Linked DNA regions of Mus musculus: regions 2 and 3 are each linked to region 1. Evidence: chromatin contacts called from public Hi-C and promoter capture Hi-C data. All regions are on one chromosome and are shown on one strand. Each heading gives the region's core, a stretch centred on a gene start, on an enhancer-like site or on the middle of the called end of the contact. The rest is flanking DNA. Distances are from core to core; before and after follow the strand shown.

Evidence for each region. Promoter capture Hi-C pulls out the DNA fragments that hold promoters and counts their contacts. Hi-C and Micro-C count contacts between places; a contact is called where the count stands out from the background.
Region 2: a contact with region 1 is called in a Hi-C map of neural stem cells, with 2.1 times the contacts expected there. The contact joins two enhancer-like sites. A contact is called at or near these places in 1 of 15 datasets of contacts at CTCF or cohesin (large pre-B cells), 29 of 484 Hi-C or Micro-C datasets (B cells, the G1E-ER4 cell line, the HL-1 cell line and 19 more) and 5 of 115 datasets of contacts at active chromatin or transcription factors (astrocytes, bone marrow-derived dendritic cells, bone marrow-derived macrophages and 2 more).
Region 3: a promoter capture Hi-C map of neural stem cells shows a contact between it and region 1. The contact joins the promoter of Fabp7 here to the enhancer-like site in region 1. A contact is called at or near these places in 8 of 39 promoter capture datasets (the HPC-7 cell line, HPC-7-derived erythroid cells, hippocampal neurons and 4 more), 1 of 15 datasets of contacts at CTCF or cohesin (large pre-B cells), 3 of 484 Hi-C or Micro-C datasets (embryonic stem cells and neural stem cells), 4 of 115 datasets of contacts at active chromatin or transcription factors (bone marrow-derived macrophages, embryonic stem cells, large pre-B cells and 1 more) and 4 of 9 other capture datasets (adipose tissue, embryonic stem cells, liver and 1 more).

The regions. Positions count from the first base shown.
Region 1 is chr10:57,570,921-57,575,308 of GRCm38.p6, forward strand. No RefSeq gene overlaps it. Among named protein-coding and RNA genes, the nearest start is that of Serinc1, 41 kb to the left of the region's middle. Within about 2 kb of position 1,386, at least 8 of the 459 cell types and tissues checked have an H3K27ac peak or open chromatin away from gene starts, as enhancers often do. A contact at or near this core is called in cerebellum, neural stem cells and stem cell-derived neural stem cells, where this site is marked.
Region 2 is chr10:57,741,338-57,746,283 of GRCm38.p6, forward strand. No RefSeq gene overlaps it. Among named protein-coding and RNA genes, the nearest start is that of Fabp7, 41 kb to the right of the region's middle. Within about 2 kb of position 3,069, at least 80 of the 459 cell types and tissues checked have an H3K27ac peak or open chromatin away from gene starts, as enhancers often do. A contact at or near this core is called in cerebellum, neural stem cells and stem cell-derived neural stem cells, where this site is marked.
Region 3 is chr10:57,782,778-57,787,185 of GRCm38.p6, forward strand. Fabp7 (fatty acid binding protein 7, brain) reads left to right here and starts at 2,146. Exons shown (of 4, transcript NM_021272.3): 1 at 2,146-2,304; 2 at 2,729-2,901; 3 at 3,488-3,589. The coding sequence starts at 2,232. It also overlaps the pseudogene Gm5777.

The DNA.
Region 1 (4,388 bases), core at 136-2,635:
GGAATTTACTCATCACAAATGTAGGTATCTAGAAGGTTCATGCTACGCCTAGACAGCGCCTGGCTCATTGGGTGCAGTCAGTCCTTTCTTGATGATGGATCCAGGAAGCATAACACGGTGTCCTGGTAGATGCCCTCTGAAAATGTATACATTCAGTTTTATAGTATTTTAGAACTGTTTATGAACAACAACAATAATAAAACCTGCCGTGAATCATTGAACAATTGGGAGAGTTAGGTAAGTCAACCATTTTTATTTTAAAAAACCAAGGTTAATCTAGAAAATACTGAACTGAAATGGAGTTGATTTCTGAAGCGACGTAGTAAAACATATACACGCTGCTTTTACAATGAGTCCGTTTTATTTATCTCTCTGTGACGTTTAGGAGTACCAAAATTCTTGGTAATTACATTACTAAAAGCTTAGACTGCCTTAAAAGCATGTCCCAGTGTCTGAAGGAATCCTGTCTACAACCAAGAGGGGGCAGCAGAGAGCCACAGTGCAGGAGCGATATATGTGACCAAGTCAGTTGAGTCTTGGACATCCAGATCAATAGTTTCACTTGTTGGTGCTAAGAAGCAGACGCTTGGATTTAAACTTAGTAAGCACTGGATAATTACCAATTGTTTATGGGCAGTGCTTGAGAGAAAAAAAAATAAACCAACCAACCAAACAAATGTAAACAGAGTGAAATAAGCAGGTTGCAGGTTCAGGGACATCCTGAGCTCACTGTGCAGTCTGAGCCTTTAGGATCCACAGTGACTCTGGACTCCTCAGCGTTCACATCAGACACAGTCAGGACAAAAGGGAGCTTCAGCGACATTTGCATAAACCTATATTTTTCTTATTAATTCCTAAACCATCATAAGGGAGATAAGAGATGATAAATTTTGAAAGAGTTTTTTTCTCAATTTCTTCACAATTTACAGACTTGGTTTTATTTTTTGTTCTCCTAACATTTTGTTTTATTTTTTAAAAGTGTTTGTCATTTCTGTTTATTTTCCCTATCAAGTAATTTTAAATATAAGATGAGTTTGCTTAAGAATAGTTTTGCCAGATTTTATACACATTTCAATAGAGTTATTCCTTTGATTATTTTTTACATGCTGTTTATTTGGGGACATATGTGTATATTCATAGAGAATGAAATTTATTCACCTCTATATCTTTCCTACACAATATCTGCACTGGTTTGTACTTATTTCCTTGTTTGAAAGTCTTATTGATTCATATTTAGTCTAAATGTAAAACTTGCTGAAAATTGAGGTTTACAGAATTAAGCAAGCAAACATGCATCTTTAGGGAACTGAATAGAGAATGCCTGCCTGGTGGTTTGAATTCTGTTGGCTTTGTGATTCACTAAAGCCATTCAACCTCTCTGGGCTTTTGTTTCCTTTGTGGAAACTGGGACAGAGCCAGCCAGTGGCACCAGATGGTGTCTGATTGCGATGGACAGTTGGAAACACATGGGTCTATTTTTGTTATTATAATAACAAAATATGGGGCAAGAATGTTAACTATTCTCTAATACACGCTGCAGTGTGGAGAAACAAGAGAATGGTCTAAGCCACAAGACTTTTGCGATCCCGTTGGAAGCAATAATAGATAATGGATAGTGGATAACAGATAATGGATAGTGGATAATGGATAATGGATAAACTCCTTGACAATATTTTGGTTCTTTTGATTCAGGAACATATTGCAAAGGAATAGAGAAGAGTTGCCGCTAAGAAAAATCTCCTTTCTGTTTTGGTTTGAGGAAAACACTGAGTACAGAAGATATTAGTGTTTGATGTTTTTAAATGTCCTAGAATGTCCTCCGTGAAAAGCCCATTTAGGTTTCTTTCAAATAAATTTCAGAATTTTTATAATAGTATGGTTTACCATTACAAGATTTTCAAAGATAGTCCAAGGAAGTAATTTGTACCCTGCTTTCAATTTTAACTATTTTAAGTGATAAAGGTGAACATGTGAGAGTAAGATGGAAAACTACAACTTAAAGAATGGAACTCAGCCTAAGTCCTAAGACACATGGCTACATAAAACCAGTCCTTCCAATCCCATGCCCACAAGTGACTCTGAGTTATCATGAGTTTGCTGAGATGACACTTGGATTGGCCCTGTGAGAATGCTTTCCTCTACAATCTATTTAGTACTAAGTATTTGGCAATGAGACGAGACAGTGAAAATAATCAATTCCTACTTGGAATAGACTAAATTATACTGTGTTCTATATAATATACAGCAGGGGCTTAATAGGTGCTAATAAAAATTAACTATGCCCTTAAAAGATTGCTTATTGAACATGTCCTTTCAGATACATTTTTTTTAGTGCAACCAGTTCACACAGTTAGTACAAGAAATATTTGTTTTCCTTCTACATCGCGGATGTGAAAGTTTTATGGTATGCAATAGGAATTTATACAGAAATGTATGCTATCTGTGATTGCTCTTAGAATACTGATGACTGCTTTAGACAGGCAATAAGAGTATAGATATCTGGATATGGTTGATTTCCACAGAATAATTAGTTACTGTATTTTTTACATATGTTGTCCCATGGTACATATCAAACATTGTTTTTTTTTATGATTTTGCAGTAAAAAAAATAGAATTTCTTTTCGGTAGCTTCACTACAGAGTATCAGGTGTTTTGATCCTGGGAAGCATAGGTTAAAGAATATGGATAATAATCTGCATTATCCTTTAAGCGAAGTGATTGTTCCTTTCTCTCTCCTCTTTCTGATCCTTGTTTATTAATCCTTACTATTGATTAACTTCATTATATGTGTGAAAACAGATCATTCACTTAACTATAAAATCCACTCTGTTGTGGAGTGTCAGGGCCTTGGCTACCTGGAAAGGCTCGAGATTCAGCGAGGCATTGCTTTGTTTGCAGTGGTCTAAACAGTACCTGTGCCCAGTCCTCAGCGGCTATACATGGATGCTGAAACCATGCCAGCTGTAGTTTCAGATCCCTTGAAGGTTGATACCAACCATGGAATGCATTTTGAGTCTAATTTTAGCTTTTTTAAAAATTTTTTTTATTTTTTAGAAATACCTGAATGCTCAGAGATAGTTATTTCTGATAGCTTGAACAATGATGTAACACAATTGCACTGTACTTTCTAGCTTTAAACTATATTTATTATTGTTTTGATGGTTTTGTTACTGTCATTGTTGAGTTATTACTATTCTTTGTTTTTTTGAGACAGGGTTTCTCTGTGTAGCCCTGACTGTTCTGGAATTCACATTGTAGACCGGGCTGGCCTTGAACTCACAGAGATCTGACTCCCTCTGCCTTCCGAGTGCTGGGAGTAAAGAAGAACACCACCACATTAGCAACATCTAGAAACACACAAAAGGCAGATCTTTGAGAGCATTTTAAGGTGGGATTAACTGAGCGGAGTAAGATCCACACTGAATGTGGGTGGTCCCACCCAATGGCTGTGGTTCGGTTTTGAAGGAGAAGGAGATAGGAAGATTGAGAGCAAGCTAGCAGAGCAACTGCAGCCTGTTTTCTGTTTCCTGATGCACTCAAGTTCCCTTTCTTTCCCTCTCTCCCCCTCCCCATTTCTCTCCCTTCCCCTCCAACCCCCGCCCCCACATGCACACATGCTCCAAGTTCAGAGAAAACGTAAGGTATTTATCTGTGAAGGTTAAGATGTGTGGATAAAATCTAGAATTACCTATGAGATAAACTTCCAGGCCCAGTTACATCTTTAGATTTGGTTAATCACTGTGCATGCCTGTGAGAAAAAAAAAAAAATCTTGATTTGTTGAAGAGATATCTTGGCTACTTGAAGTGGGAAGACCTACCGTAAAGGGGGACATCTGTTCCCTGACCTTCTAAATGGTTGAATAAACCAGAGAAATCATTGGTGGTAGAAAAAGTTCCTCCTTGAAATTGTTAAACAAACAATTGGTGTAGAACTTACTTGCCCAGTATGTTTGGGATAAAATTCTCATATTACTATTGTAGGGTCAATAATATGAGACTTAGCAGGGCTGAAGTCTGAATTAGCTGGCCAGCAACTGCCTAGAGAGAAACAATCGTTATAGAGTAGCCGGGACAGCTTTCTGTAGGGAACTTTTAAGGGCAGATTCAGGGGAAGTAGAACAAGCAAGCAATTTAACAGAAGCAAAATGCAGCATTTAGCTGGGTTATCTTGACTTCATGTTTCTAGGACAGGGTTGGGAACTTTCTCATGGGACTCTTCACAGTGTGGGTAGAGAGAGGGGAGTTAGTTCCAAGTTAAAGCAAAGATGGCTCCAGCTGAGACAAGATGGATCAACCTTTGCCCTGGCATTCCACAACTTTGTCAAAGTGATCCTGGACACATTTTGGCACATTCACATTTTGGGAGGTACAGTCTTTAAACACAGAAC
Region 2 (4,946 bases), core at 1,819-4,318, 170 kb after region 1:
GAGAGAGGGAGAGAGGGGAAAGAGGAGAGAAGAGAGGAGCAAAGAGAGAGAAGACATGAGAAAAAAAGATGAAAGCATGAAGGGGAGATGAAGGTGAGGAGAAAGGACAGGGACATAGGAGAGTGGATATGAAGAGAAGGTGGGGGGAGGGCAGGACAGAGGCCGGCTGAACACACAACAAGCGTAGCAGCCTGTCTCTGCATACCTGGCATCTTCCAAGCTCAATGCAGAGGCTTTCTCTCATGGCCCTGGTTAATTATTTCATGCTCTTTGCTCCAGTTTCTTAATGTGTAAGCTGGTGAATTATTATAAAGGTAAAGGAACCAAATATTGGCAAAATTCTGAGAACAGTGCCAGACACACAGCAGAAATTGCTGCTATCTGCCAAAGCATAGAGGCTTGCCACAACTTTAAGACCCCTGATTTATTTCCAGATTATGTAACAAGACATCTCTTCTCCCTCCTTTGTCTTTTCTCCACCTTCACAGTATTTTCTTGTCCAAAGCTATGATTGCTTCATTAGTGCCTTCCTTTATTCTTCCCAGTTAGTAATGGCAGTTCTCAGAACGTCAAATGCCTGCTGCTATTCAAAAACCAGAACCCTGGCTCAAAGGAAAGGTTGAAGCTTGTGTTGTTAACACCGGGTTGAATCCAGGAGCCAATTTCTCATTGAGCATAACACAGCAGAAACCGTGAGCCCGTGCTCCTGGGGAAATGGTGTTTGCTAAGCACACGAGAAAGCTATTTAATGCTTCAGGGAAATATTCATACAAAATTGTTGCTTCTGATTTCCACAAGTGAATAAAGGAAATTCCGAGGGTGGCCTTGAGAACTCACACAGCATCCACGGAGAGTCAGGACAGAACTCTGAACCAGAGTGTGCACTGCTTCTCTTAAACCAAAAGGCCACACTGTCCATATTCATTCAGACAAGAGTTTTATTCAGTCGGCCTGAATCCTAGCGAAACCGAAAAGCTATATACAAGGAGAATCATATTAGAGCTATTTGTTTGCTTTTCCTTCTTCCTTCCTTCCTTCCTTCCTTCCTTCCTTCCTTCCTTCCTTCCTTCCTTCCTTTCTCTCTCTCTCTCTCTCTCTCTCTCTCTCTCTCTCTTTCTTTCTTTCTTTCTTTCTCTCTTTCTTCCCGCCTTCCTTTCTCCTCCTCCTCTTCTCTCTCCTTTTCTTTTTAATTTTAACATGATATTTTGTTTTTAATCTCTTGTTTATGTTTTCTCTCTTTTTATAGTACATATCTTTTGGGTCTCCTCCTCTCCCTTTCCCTCCTCCTCCTCTTTCTTTTTCCTCCTCCTCTCTCTCCCCCCCACAAAAGAGTTTAGATGACAAACCCAATAATCATTTAACTTATCATTAATTTTCAGAATGTGAACCAAATGGAAAATCTGTGGTAAACCCACAGATTGGGTAGATGACCATACTTGTAGGAGACAAGGATGAGTGTCTAGATGGGAGAGAGATAAAGTGCTACTCCCAGACTTAACCTTTGTGTGTGTCCTGGGGCTTCCCGCGACAGTGAATAGAACACAGAGACATTCTGAGACAGTATTGGGCACCTTTGGAGTACTACAACGGAAGTACCAGTGATAACCGAGAGACTGAAAAGGTGTGCTTGTGATTTCACAGGTTTCTGTGCAAGGTCATGGTGGGAGCATGCAGTTGGAAGACCGGTTCATCTCACTGTAGATTCCATCATAGATCCTACCTCCCACTACTCTGAATAGTACCATGGCTCTGATGAGGGAACCCTTCGGGGGACGGCCAAGCTGCAGACTGTAACAGGAGCAGCATACAAACAATCTGATATCCACTGACAAAAATTTGAAATCAGAGCATATTGAGCGCATGTGTTCTGTTCCATGTGCCTTGGAGGGGCACATGTGACTGCGCAGCTTCTCCAAGGTGTGGGCTAGCCCAGCTGCTGAGGCCTTGGGGAGCCACTCTTCAGAGAGTAAGATATTAAGAACAAAGGGCTTGTTACTCCTTTGATTCCATGGACTTGACTTTGGCAGTTCTGTGAGAGCTCCCAGCGCACTAAATAGACGTTCAGATATTCCTGTTTTATTTTTTTTTAATCGATTTGGATTTAAAATAACGGGGATTTACTTTTTCCTATCAATTTTTCGATGTCGCAGTGTGGTGGCTACTAAGAGGGACAGAGCAAGGCAGCCAGTTTGTGTGGATTTGGGTGGATTTCTACCTAAAATTGGGTAAATGATATTGCTTCTTGGGTAAATTATTTTGCTTACATGTTCACAAAATTAAATACTTATGTATGAAAATTCATAAAATGGACACCAGGTGGCGATGTCACTCTACCGCTAACACATCAAAGCCAATCTGCCCAGATTGCCCTAGGTTTCCAGATTATTTTTGTTGTTGTTGCGTTGTTTTTACTAATGCTGCTGTGTGTTGGTGGGGATTATCTTAAGCGGGCAGGGGTGGAATCACCAAACTACAGTTTTTCACACACACACCCCTCCCTGAAAAGATGCCTTATCGGACTATAATAAAGTACTCTAATCTGGCTACTGGTTTCTTTTCAATTTTAGGGAACACTATTGAACTTAGGTGCCAGGAGAGGGAGCTATAGTGCATCTTTAAAATAAACTTAGGCATGTATAAAGGCTACGGCTTTTTCTATTCAACAGTTTCTTTCTTATATGCAACACAACCAGCTAGATTTTATTTATTAATTTAATACGGTTGTGCACAATGCTTTTTTTTATTAAAATCAAATTACAAACAATTCTGAATTGTGTAAAACTTTAAGATTCAAATAGGCCTTTGATGCCTTTCAAGTTAGAAGCACTATTTGCCAATTGAGACTTATTTGGATCTCTCAAAGCAGCTTGAGGCAAGTGAATAACATGTGAATGGGCGTCTTTATTCTTGCCTTAGTGCAGAATATCTTCTATCAGAGCACAGCCTCCTTAGTGAGAAAATGGGACTCTTAAAAGAAAGGACATGAGGTTAACTGATTTGCCTGGTCTTCCCAGGGTGGGGGTGGAGGAGATAGCTATTTTCTCACTGTGTGCTGTGTGGGAACGTTGAATGTACAAAGAGGATGCTGGCCAAGAAGTCTTGGCAAGGAACTGTTGGGGACTAAAGGCACTGAGTATAGCTGCTGGTACCACTGGAGTATTTTCCCTAGAGAGGACACATGCAAGTGATAGCATGAGAAGAACATAATGTCTAACACTAAGCATTAACTATTATCCTAAGTGCTTCATACATAATTAGTTCTGACTATAGCCCTATGCATGAGAGCACATGGCCCAAAATGGCTACCCAAGATGAGCCCAGTAAGAGGCAAAGACAGGTTTTAAAGCAAGGCAGGCTGGCTTCAGAAATGGAACTTTCAAACTGTGGACTTCTTTTTTGTTTTATGGTTTAAGAGTTTATTATAGAAATGCAGGGGAAAGAGAGAAGAGAGAGAAAGGGGGAGGGGAGAGAGGAGAGGAGAAGACAAAGAGAAAGGAGAGGGGAGAGAGAAGTGAGAAAAGTGAGAGATAAAGGAATATAGGAGTAAGAGAGCCAAACTGTGGACTTCTATCATCTCCCCAGATAGCAAGAGACACTTCCATAATAGTTCTCTGATGTACACATATCATTCTGAGAGCTTTATTCACATGGGTCCTTATAAGTCATATACTCCCGTGGTATGGTACTACTATTGTCCCTGTTTTGCACCAGGAGAAACTGAGGCACAAATGAGTTAAAAGGTTAAGGTGATTATTGACGGTGAGGATGTGTTTAAAGGCAAGAATGCTTTTTATTGGGCTGGAGAGATGGCTCAGCAGGTAAGAGTACTGACTGCTCTTCTGAAGGTCCTGAGTTCAAATCCCAGAAACCACATACATGCACATGGTGGCTTACAACCATCCGTAATGAGATTTGACGCCCTCTTCTGGTGTGTCTGAAGACAGTTACAGTGTGCTTAATCATAATAATTAAATCTTTTTTTTTAAAGAAAAAGAATGCTTTTTATTTATAACAAAGTCCTTTTGAAGTTACAGAGCAGATGCAGAATTCAGTGTGGATTCCTCCGCCCCGGGGTTTCTTTTGCTTCTGTTTATGCCTCCCCTCCAGGTTCTCATGAGCTATACCATCTCTTTCTAAGGTACTGCTATAATCATTGAATGAATAATTTTTGTTCTTGGTGCCTATTAGCTGGGATTTAAGTACACACACAAGGTCACTAAACATGTAGAGAAAACAAGACACAACTTATTTCACTTCCTCTGCACTGAGGGCCACACCCTGTAATAATTCTGCTTTTACTACTTTTACAAAAGGTTGCAGGGTCATGACACATGTCTGCTTGCTTCCTGTTACCAGCCAGTCTTTGCTAGTATTCTCTGTTAACACAGACAGGCTGTCTGTAGGTCTCTGGAGCAGGTGTTCACCTCCCAGTGATAATTAACAAGTACACAGTCTCACTCCTCAGACCAGAACATCTCTGTCTCAAGAAAATGGAAGTTTATGAAATGGACCAGGAGGTAGTGAGGCAATGATTACTCCATGATGATCAGAGACTGGGGGGATGAACTGATCAGTTAACTCTGCCTATTAGCAGAAAATGAGGCTCAGCGGCTGGGTTATTCCATCACTAAATCCAAAAGAGGGAGAAAGAATACTTTGCTTCTTTGCAGGTACTCTTTTATTACACATTCCTAGAGTTTCAGTTTTCTTAAACTGAAGTTATAGGAAAGCTAACAACCTAGACTTGATAGTCTTTGAATTTGGGGATTTATTTTTGAGATATTTTAAAAGAATAAAACTCTGGCAATAATGGCCTGTTCACTCTTGCAAACAAATTTATATTTTATTTTCCCTGAACTACTTATTTTGTTTTTTTCTAGTTTGAGAGGAGACAGATGGGGCATATTGCATGTGATCTCCAGAAAAGTACACTCAAACTTGGTGAC
Region 3 (4,408 bases), core at 896-3,395, 210 kb after region 1:
ATTTGTGACTGTGGACAAGTCTAATTTCTTTTGACTTTCGGGCATTTTACCCATCAAACCATTCTTTCTGTAGCTCATAAGAACACCCCTACCCCATCTGCTCTCAATGTCCTGTAATCTCTGCTCTCACTGAAGTTCTTTGGGTTCCATATTTTCCTCATTCCCCTTCAAGTCTAGCTGGATTGCAAAGTTAAGCTTATGATTATGAATAAAAACTAAATAAGAAAAAAAAGTCAAGATCAGATTTAGAATTTAAAACAACTATACAGAGGTACCATTAACTAAATTCAATTTATATGTTCTTAAGATGTATACAAAATAAAGTTTGATATATTCGTGAAATTTTTGTTTTAACCAAGAAAAGAAAAAAAAAATAAAAAGGATTTTTTTGCAAAAACACATATCCACCAAGTAGCTTATCTAAAATATACAAAGAATATGTATATAGCACAGCAGAAAGGGAAAAAAAAACCCCAACTTTAAAGTAGGAAAATATTTACATAGTCACTGCATGAACGGTATTCAAAACCCAGAAAATCACATTAAAAAAATGTTCAGTGTCCTTAGTAGTGAGGGGAATGCAAATTTGTGTTTGAAAGGTTGCTGGTTTCCAAGAGATCCTTTGAGAACAGTGTGGTAGCTGCTGCTAAAGAATCAGGCAAAGCCAGAAGTTGCTCACATTTAGGAGGCTTGTGTGCTGGGGGTTGGGAGGATGACTGCTAAATACTGGGGAAGCAAAATGAGCTAAGTCTTTACAGCAACTGTCATTTGTGAGAGTAAACCATTAGAAACGGACGGCAGGTTTGTGGTAGATTCCACAAGGTGGTGGAACTAGTCGCATATGTAGTTCAGACTTGAAGGCACACACGTATGGGGACAGTTCTGGTGTTTACGATAAACAGGTATGCTGCCATCCAGCTAGCACAGCACTAGGCTAAAGCGTACTGAGCCCTTGTCTTCCGTGGGAGCTGCAGAGTGGGATGCATGCGTTGTGAGCTGAGGCTCAAGCTGCGCTGGCAGAAGAGCAGGGGTTGCCTTGTCAGACTCCAGGGTCTCTTTCTCTCTGAGCCTGGGAAAGTGCCACTTTATTGGATCTATAAAGCCGGGGGGGGGGGGGGGGGAGGAATCTCAAGGTGAAGAGGAAGTTCACAGACCCCTCTAACGCCTCTATTAGAACCTTCCAGCTATTCTCTCATACTTGTACACTGAGCTGGCACACAGTATAGGCAAGTTCTATTCGCATCACCCCTCTAGTTCCTGTCTCCCTGGTTATGCAAGCCTCATATTTAGGTAGATGTGACCTTAGGAAACCAAAATATCCTTTAAGATCTTACTAACTGGTTGCCTGTTCAGCTTTTCCACATTGATCCTGTAGCCCCCTCGAGGAGGTGAAGGAAAAAAATCTCCTCTTTGTTTCTCTAACTCATTAATGAATTTTAAGGGCACTCTGTAAGGTTCCTTTCCCATTCTGGTCTGGTTCGTACATTCTGAGAAACACACTGTGTTTGTGTTGAGAGTTGGCTCCCTAGCTACACTGTCTGTCACATTGATGCTCTGAGTAGGGACAGGGTTCATCTAGGAAATATATTTTCACTCACACTCTGTATCTTTTCCTAGTTTGGCATATTCTAGTCTGCATTTGGCTCTCTGTTTAAATATAAAAGAAAACTAAAACACACCCTTCAGACGCCTATGTCTGAAAAATCTGGCATTTCCGTGGGTTTTTCTTTAAGGAGGCCTTCATTTGTAACCAACACCATGCTCTCCTTAAGGAAATCAATCTCAATGCCCTATTATCCTTCCCTTTTCTTTCCTCCCAGTTTGAGGCTGCAGTTGCCTTTTTTTTTCTTATCCCCTGCTGAACCTGAAAAACCCTCTCTTTTCTACAGTTTTCTGTTCCCAGGCCCCGCTGACTTCCTTTAGAGCATGGGGGGGGGGGGGATCAGGATTGTGATGTGTGAACTGGGAGGATCTTGACCTACTCCGCTAACCCAGTGGCCTGAGCAAATCACAAGGAGGATTGGAGCCATCTGCCCAGCCCCTCCCCCACGGCAGCCTGCTGGAAAGAGACAAGTTAGTCATTCAAATGATTGGCTTTTTGCCCGCTTCTTCTCTAAATAAGAAGGCAGCAGCTTCTGCTGAGGTGCAAAGGGTTTTTGTGAATTACGGTGGTGGGTAAGACCCGAGTTCCTCCAGTTCCTGCCTATTTTCAGCTGACTAGGCGGTTAAGGATGGTAGATGCTTTCTGCGCAACCTGGAAGCTGACAGACAGTCAGAATTTTGATGAGTACATGAAAGCTCTGGGTAGGTAAAAATAAGACGTACTGTTTTCTTCTTAACTCTGTATTTTGATCCTTAGAAACCCCCGATTTTACTTACCAGGTTTCTGAAAGACAGGCTGAGCACATTGTGTCAATTATACTAAGACTGTGCATAGCCCACTCAAATAATTCTTACTGTGGTATTTTCCTGCCTTCTTGCGAAGAATCAAATAAAGGGACCATTTGATATCCTGTGGATAATGTGAAGCTTCTGTAACTTTTGGAGAAGGGAGTGAGAAGGTCCTTATTTGTGCTTACCTTGTCCATGGCTAGTGGAGTAACCATTAATCAGGTTTGGACGAAATCTACACTTTAGAATCCAATTCTGGATTCTTAGAGTGACAAGCAGATTTCTGAACTATTTTGGAAGTTGCTGTTAACTGCGCTGGCTCCCTTTGCTGTTTCAGGCGTGGGCTTTGCCACTAGGCAAGTGGGAAACGTGACCAAACCAACTGTGATTATCAGTCAGGAAGGTGGCAAAGTGGTGATCCGGACACAATGCACATTCAAGAACACAGAGATCAATTTCCAGCTGGGAGAAGAGTTTGAAGAAACCAGCATAGATGACAGAAACTGTAAGGTAAGAGGCAGCTTTATCCGGTGAGGATGGGACAGAGGATTCCCAATCTCTCCACAGACATGGAGAAGGGGAACAAGCTTTCAGAATCCCCCTTCAGGAAGAAGGAGCCAGAGCTAACATTCTAGGGTTTACTGGTTGTATCCCAGACACTGAGTAATTTCCAGAGCCAAACTTGCAGGCTATTTATCCTTTTTCACATTTTATAGCAACTTTTACCCAGAGAGTATTGAACCATGTTTATTTGAAAGAAAGACCACACCTTGTTCCTTCTCTCTGATCATCTCAGCTTGACCAATTAGTCCGTCGCACAGCAAAGCTTTGCTTAAGCAAGAAGAGTGACTAGTTCTGTATTTTTATTTCTGATCTATGCTGGTTTTTTGCAACTGGCTGTATACATGGCAGCTGAATCATAAATGGCCACATTTTAGAAAACAGAGATTCTTGAAAGTAACAGAGGATGAAGTGCTGCTGGAATAATTATGAGTGATGTACTCAGTTATGGCCCTCTCTGATAATGCTGTCGTTTGACTTCTGTGAAAAGTGGACTTCTGCCTGTTAACCCCCTTTGATTGGTTGTTGCTCTCAGTCTGTGGTTCGGTTGGATGGAGACAAGCTCATTCATGTGCAGAAGTGGGATGGCAAAGAAACAAATTGTACCAGAGAAATTAAGGATGGCAAGATGGTCGTGGTAAGTCCTAAGGAGTCTGCCTTTTCTGTCCCTGCTTCCCTTCTAAGCATCATTCTTTTGCACTCCCCTCTGGACTCTTCTTCCTTAGCCCCCACTTTTGCTCTCCCCCAACCCCTTATTTTCATCTCAGTTTCTCCTGCCGTTCAAAGTCCCTTAATATGTAAAACAGGAGGAAGGAAAAACTCAGAACTAGTTGTTGCCTCAGGTTGGCACCTGTAGAGTTTTAAAATTATACATCAATTTACCCCAAAAGTGTGTGTCAAGAACCGTGGTCATGGGATTGCTGTGAATGTCCAGCCTTCAACTGGAACTTAAATGTAAGCTACTCATTAGGAAAATATTTGAAGATAACTCATAGGAAAACATAAAGTAACGAAATATCAGAGTAGTTACCTATTAGAGACTGTAATTAAGGCATTTTAAACATTTTAAATTTTAGTTTATAAGAGCTCAGTGCAAATAATTTTAACAAAAGGTGAAGCTTTAATTTTTACTAGATCTGTTTGATGTTACTCCCTTACAGTTGTTTTCATATTTAATGAATCAGCTAAGTTTTCAAGATATGTCCAGTGACAGCTAGGCATATAAATATCCTAAGATAGAAAATAATTTTATAAATAATTTCCCTCATGATAGAAGTTAGGCCTTGATCTAGACCTGTAGAGACAATTTTAAAAATAGAAATATTTAGATGATAGTGATATGGGTAAGTTTGATTATTACTCTTGAGGATGTCTGGGGTTCCCTTACAAACTCCTGCTAAGATTTTCTAGCTGCCTTTCTAGTGCCTTTCTGGCTGCTGGTACAGAATAGATTGCT